Linked DNA regions of Mus musculus: region 2 is linked to region 1. Evidence: chromatin contacts called from public Hi-C data. All regions are on one chromosome and are shown on one strand. The core of a region is the stretch at or near the end of the contact, and the rest is flanking DNA. Distances in the headings are between cores, read along the strand shown.

Region 1 (3,081 bases), core at 18-2,517:
CCTCTGCAGTACTCAGGGACTGTAAAATCTGCATACATGTGCATACTTGGCCTACCTATACCTAACCTGGGAGCCAGACCACATTCAGACAGACAGACAGACACAAGTACATATATCTATAGTGTATTCAGACTTGCTCATGAACACATAAAGGAGATAGAAAGTAAATACCCCCCCAGGCGTCCCTACCCACCCCTTCCTACCCACGGGTACTTCTATGCTACAGCAATGCAGTATGTCACGTAGAGCCACGACTAGCCTTGGAGACACACATGTACACAGATAAGGACCTAGACACATACGCAGGCGGCATCCACTCTACCTGGCCTACATATCGCCGGTGATTTGAGCAGCTTTGGCCTCCCCCAGGGCCACGGTAGGAAAAGATGCTCTTCTGGCTGCATTGTGTTGGGTACCCGGAAGTGTGCAGGCCTGGAAGTGGTTGCATAAATCAATATTTGCTGTTGTTAATTATTAAAGCCAAAGCTACTCGGTGTCTGGAATGCACATCTCTGGTGTTCCCGCTGGCTCTCTAGGTCTAAACCTGACCCTGGGCCAGGTCTGGGAGGGCAGGGAAAGTGCTGCCTGCCTTCCTTTCAGGAGCTCCCTGGCCCTGGGGACAGAGGGTAGTAGACAGCACTTCTGGGAAGCTGTAGGAGATCTGCCCCCCGCCCCTAGCTGGAGGACAGTCCTGCCCCTAGAGCATCCAGACTTCTCCAGCATCTGTCTTGGGGTCTGTCCCTGCTGCAGACTGGCTGCACCAGCCTAAGACACAAGGACTTCAGGGTCAAGTTGGGGGTGGGGGGTGTCGTTTCAGAAGCCTTGTAATTTACAGATGGTAAACTGAGCCAATGGAGGTGCCAGAGACTCTGCAGCTTCAGACTCTTCCAGGGATCCCGGGGTTTTCTAGCAAAAAAAGCTATTGCACCTCTTGGAATATGATTTTCTAGTGAAGACATTTGTACCTCCTTGGTTATGGCGATCTGGTGAGACACGCAAAGGGTCCAGCAAAGAAAGTGCTTAAGCACCATCTCCAGTACTCCTGCATTCCCTGGGCACAGCTGTCCCAAGAACCTTGTCCTTGAAGCCCAGAGGCAGGGTCTCCAGTCTGGGAAGACACAGCTGCTCACAGAAGTGCCTGAGGCTTCCCGCGCGCAGGCGCAGTGTCCTGGGCCCCTTGCCCGGCCGCCCCGCGAGTGGGCGTGGTGGCCTTCCGCCCCGCCCCTCCTCCGCGCCTCCCGCACCTGGCGCCCCGCCCCCTCGGGCCCGGCAGCAGGGTGAGCCCAGAGAAGGCAGAGCGGCGGCGGGCGGGACAGGAGCGCAGAGCTCGGGCTACGGGGCCCCGGGCCGGGCCGGCTTACAGCGCCGCCGGGGCTGGGGCTCGGGATGGCGCAGCCGCGGCCCCCAGCGCCCCATGGCCGTCCGCGGAGGGGCTCGTTGCCGGCGGGGGCCGGCTGGCAGGTGAGGACCCTGGCAGGGGCGGCCTGGCCGACTGGGGACCCAGGGCCATCAGTCAGCCTTACTACCCAGAGTCTGGCAGTCTGTGCCTGAACCCCGTCACGGTGGGTGTGTATGTTTTTGGACTGACACCCGAACTACACGGAGCACCCTAGTGTTTTCCAAAGCTGCCCCTGGGTCAGACGTAGGGACACTGTGGCCATGGGCTGCAGTGACACTGGGTGTGTGTTTAACTGTTGTTGGGACTGCCTGCTGCCTTTTCCACACAGATGGAGCGATATCATAGGGTGACTCTGGTGGCTCTTCCCCAGGTGGGATGCCCGGCTTCTGGCCACACCACTCCCAGCCTTCCTTTGCCATGTGTCAGGGCGTCTGCTGTTGCCTGTGGGGCTGTAACTGTGGGTGTTACTTGATGCTCTGTGTGCACACTCTGGGTGACAGTGCCATGTGTCAGTGTTTATGTGGTTGTGATTCTGGTGCAGCCATGTGTGGTGTTTCGTTGTGGCTGGCTGTTTGGTCACCTTAAGTAGGACCTCCTCTTTTCCTCAGCCCTTTGCTGGGTCTCTTTAGGTCAGAGACTATCTGGCTGACCCTGAAAGGATGGTGGCACTGTTGTGACATTGTCACGTTGACAGGTGTGTTTGTCCTTCCTGGACAATAGGTGTGTGTCTATGCTATCTGCCAAACTGTCATTGCTATCTGCTCTTCTAATCTCAGAGGTGTTGGGTGTGGCCACAGGTGCCCATGGCTCAGGGGCTCCTGGGTACTACTGAAGTGGACTTTACAGGTTGGATCTTGTTTTGTAGGTAGGCTTCAGAGTGTATGCACAAGGGCTTAGGTTTTGTGACTTCATACTGTGCATATGTGGTGATGGGTGGTGATGCTCAGGATCCCATGGGGTTTAACAACCCTGGCAGTTGCCTGATTCCTCTTCCTTTGCTCGGAACTCTTGTCTACAATATGGGATGCTGGCTTGGGTTTGTTGCACCGCATGCTTTGATCCTGGCAGTGACGCCTGGGACTCTGCATCTGTTTCCCTGAGCACCTGGCTGAGCCTGCACGTGCCGGTGCTCTCCTGGTCTCAGCCAGGAGAATGCCTGTGTCTGTGTGCAGTTACTGGGGTGCAGGCCTGCACCGGTGTGTGCACAAGTGTGAATATCAGGTACATGGACTTGAGTATGTGTTGTGTGTAACTCAGAACACCAACATGTGTATGTGTGTGTTAGGCAATGTCTCCAAGAATTACTGTGCATAGACTCCATATGGATTTCTGTATGCATCTCTGTGTGTGTTTCTTGATACACAAAAGGTATGCCTGGTGCCATGTTCAAATCATGGTGTGGAGGCCTGTGTGTGCGTCTCACAGACAGAGAGTATGTTTCCTGGATTCACAACCTTAGCACATGTGTGTGAGCCCAGATGGCCCCTCCAGGGCAGCAGGAACCACCTGAGTTGAACCTTGGAAGGGCTGGAGGAAAGGCTGTCCTGGAGACTCTGGGGGCTTCCCAGGCCCGGCCCCCAATCGGCCAGCCTCCATCCGGTAGGGATGCTGCCTTCCAGGAAGACTCAGAAGGGAGTTGGCGCTGGAGAGGCCCGTGCTGCCAGACGATGTGTTAACCCTGT
Region 2 (2,962 bases), core at 80-2,579, 220 kb after region 1:
TTGTTTGTTTGTTTTTTGAGACAGGATTTGTCTGTGTTGCCCCAACTGTCCTATTGTAACTCGATCTGAAGACCAGGCTGGCCTTGAACTCAGAGAGCTACCTGCCTCTGCCCTCCAAGTGCTGGGATTAGAGGTGCACAACCACTACCACTCGGGTCCTTCTAGAAGAGTTCTTTCCCTGTTATGTCTTCTGCCAGTGGGGCCTGAGCCACACTGCCATTTGTGTACCCTTCAGGTCTATGAGACCATAAAGCTGGGCATGGTGGTGAATTCCTATTCTTGCAGCACTCCTGAGGCAGGATGGGAAGATCAGAAGATCAAAGCCATCCTTTGGTATACATTAAGTCCAAGGTCAGCCTGGGCTATATGAGAACCAGTCTCAAAAGCAAAGCAAGGATACATACTGACAGTATTTAACACAAGCGAATTGTGACCATCGAAGCCGGGGGGGGTTGTGGGGGGGGGGAAGAGTGCTCGCCTGGCCTGCACAATCCCCTGGGTCCATCCCTAGAACCAAAGCTGGGGGTGGTGGTGGGGAGTGGGAGGGGGGTTGGGATAGCTAGCTACCTCCCTTCCTTTCTTGTGTCCCTCATACCAGTCTCTCTGAGAACATGGAACATTCCAGCTTCGTGAGATGAGTTTCTGTTGGTGACTGGGTGTGAGTTGTACTCTCTTCTCATTTCCTTTTGATTATGGCTTCCCAATATTTACCGTCTCCGTTTCCCCTTACTGCTCTGTTTGTCTTGGAAACACTACCCCCTACACACACACACACACACACACACACACACACACACACACACCGTAGTATCAGCTTCCATCGGAGAGTAGTTTTGGTAGATTTTATGATTCAGGCAGGGAGGCGGGGCCAGGACCTCTTAGGGGGTGGGGGTGGGTGGACTGTCTTCTGGCTTGTTTTTTTTTCAGCATACTGACTGGCAAGCAGGAACAAGAAAATAGAAAGACGGAGAGCGCCTGTCCCGGCCTCAGCCACTTTTATGTGACCTTGGTCTAATTACCCAGGCACTCGCCTATAAATTGGGTGTGATCCAAGTAAGAGCCACTTCTGGGGAAATGTTATGACAAGTTGCACACATGGCCACGCCCACGTGCTGGGAGCCAGCCGCTTTCTCAGGGAGGCTTAAGAATGCCAGGGTTCAGATTCCAGCTCATTCATCTCTTCGCCTTTGTTAGCCGGCTCTTTCCCTCTCCCGGGCTCCCTGTCCTTCTTCTTGGCCGGTAACACCACATCCATCTTTCTGTGTTGTCTGATGATGAGATACAGGCCTGACCCCTGGCCTGCACTCGGCACCAGGAAGTGCGGATAGTGTTGTCCCAAAGAGCTGGGCACCTCCTTTATCAGCCCCTCTTGGATGGAGCTCTTGAGGCCTGGAGCAGTCTGTGGTTTATCTAAAACAAACAGTGGCCTTGCCTGGCGGAGACTCCAGACCCGGCATGCTTCTGCCCTGATAGTGCCATGACAGCCCTGGAGCCTGAGGGATTCCCAGGCACCCGGTTCCCTGCAGCCCATCTCAGCAGCCTCTGCTTGCCCGGCTGCCTGGGCGTTTGCTTCCTAACACTGGCCAGCAGCGATGTGAGAAAGAGATCCAAGAAAAACTCCCAGAGGAAGATGAGGGCCGATTAAACGGTGTTCTGTCTTTCCTCTCTGGGACTTTGGGGAAGTGACTGCAGAAGTTTCTGGAACATGGGGTCCCTGGAAGGAAGTTAACTAGGCCATTGGAAACTCTGGTGTCTGGTCCCATGCTGCCAATTGATCTCCATGCCATTGGAGCCCAGGAGGTCTCCTTTCTCCTCTAGAATGTTCTCTGGGCTTTTACATCCCAGTCAGTAGTAGCAAGCCAAGCTCAGAGCTCTGTTATCTTTCCTTCACTTTTTTTTTCTTTCTTTCTTTCTTTTTTTTTTTTTTTTTTTTGGTTTTCTGAGACAGGGTTTCTCTGTGTAGCCCTGGCTGTCTTGGAACTCACTCTGTAGACCAGGCTGGCCTCGAACTCAGAAATCCACCTGCCTCTGCCTCCCGAGTGCTGGGATTAAAGGCAGCTGGGATTAAAGGCGTGCACCACCATGCCCGGCTCTTTCCTTCACTTTTCAAGTGCCTTTCACCCCTTCTCTGCCACAGTCTGGCCCAAGATCTGCGTTTGTTCACCTGATCCATCTCATTAGCTGTCTTTTGTGTTCTCCCAAGGGTGTGTGCATGTGTGTGCAAGTGTGTTTCACAGGCGTGTGCATGTGTACATGTGCACTTTACAGGTGTGTGCATGTGTGTGTGTGTGTGTGCGCATTTCACAGGTGTGTGCATGCATATGTGTGCATTTCAGGGGTGTGTGCATGTGTGTACAAGTGTGTTTCACAGGTGTGTGCATGTGTGAGCGTGTGCACTTGGATGCCAGAGCACAAAGTCAGGTGTTTTCTTCCATTGCGCGCTCTCTCTTTTTTGAAACAGGATCTCTCACAGAACCTGGAGTTCATTGGTTCAGCTAGGTTGTCTGGCCAGTGAACATTAGGGATCCACCTCCTCCCTGCCCCCACCTCTGCCCTCCAGTGTTGTGCTTACAGGCTTGGGCAGCTGTACCCAGCTCTTCAAGGTGTAAGGATCTGAACTCAGGGCCTCATGCTTGCATAGCAGGCTCTGGACCTACTGAGCCAACTCCCCAGCTCTGTAGGGCTGACTCAGTCAGCTCAGGTCCCTCTCCTCTGGAGCTTGCAAGGTCGTAGCTGCTCCTGATGAGGAGAGAGCAGGAGGGCAGTGTGCCTCAGGCTGTCCCAGAGCTTCTGCCCCAACCAGGGCAACAGTAGCACTCGGTGAGAGAAGCCGGGCAGAAGTAAGAATGCCTGTTGCCACATGGCGTCCATATCCTGTCTTCCTTCTGCCCCTTATAGAGCTCAGCCTGGCACTGGCCCTATTGAGGGGTTGGGGGCCCCTCGGAGTCGGTACAGGACACAC

What was found. Hi-C and Micro-C count contacts between places; a contact is called where the count stands out from the background.
Region 2: a Hi-C map of extraembryonic endoderm stem cells shows a contact between it and region 1, with 2.1 times the contacts expected there. The contact joins the enhancer-like site here to the promoter of Rap1gap in region 1. A contact is called at or near these places in 8 of 39 promoter capture datasets (the C10 cell line, the HPC-7 cell line, HPC-7-derived erythroid cells and 4 more), 1 of 484 Hi-C or Micro-C datasets (extraembryonic endoderm stem cells), 7 of 115 datasets of contacts at active chromatin or transcription factors (embryonic basal ganglia, embryonic stem cells, forebrain and 1 more) and 3 of 9 other capture datasets (adipose tissue, liver and macrophages).

Annotation. Positions count from the first base shown.
Region 1 is chr4:137,706,200-137,709,280 of GRCm38.p6, forward strand. It overlaps Rap1gap (Rap1 GTPase-activating protein), which reads left to right and starts at 1,268. Exons shown (of 24, transcript NM_001379234.1): 1 at 1,268-1,461. The coding sequence starts at 1,387. It overlaps Rap1gapos (RAP1 GTPase activating protein, opposite strand), which reads right to left and starts at 407. Exons shown (of 2, transcript NR_138594.1): 1 at 323-407.
Region 2 is chr4:137,930,027-137,932,988 of GRCm38.p6, forward strand. The region is part of intron 4 of Ece1 (endothelin converting enzyme 1); the gene reads left to right. Among named protein-coding and RNA genes, the nearest start is that of Gm52683, 23 kb to the left of the region's middle. Within about 2 kb of position 1,330, at least 184 of the 459 cell types and tissues checked have an H3K27ac peak or open chromatin away from gene starts, as enhancers often do. A contact at or near this core is called in adipose tissue, extraembryonic endoderm stem cells, forebrain and 2 more, where this site is marked.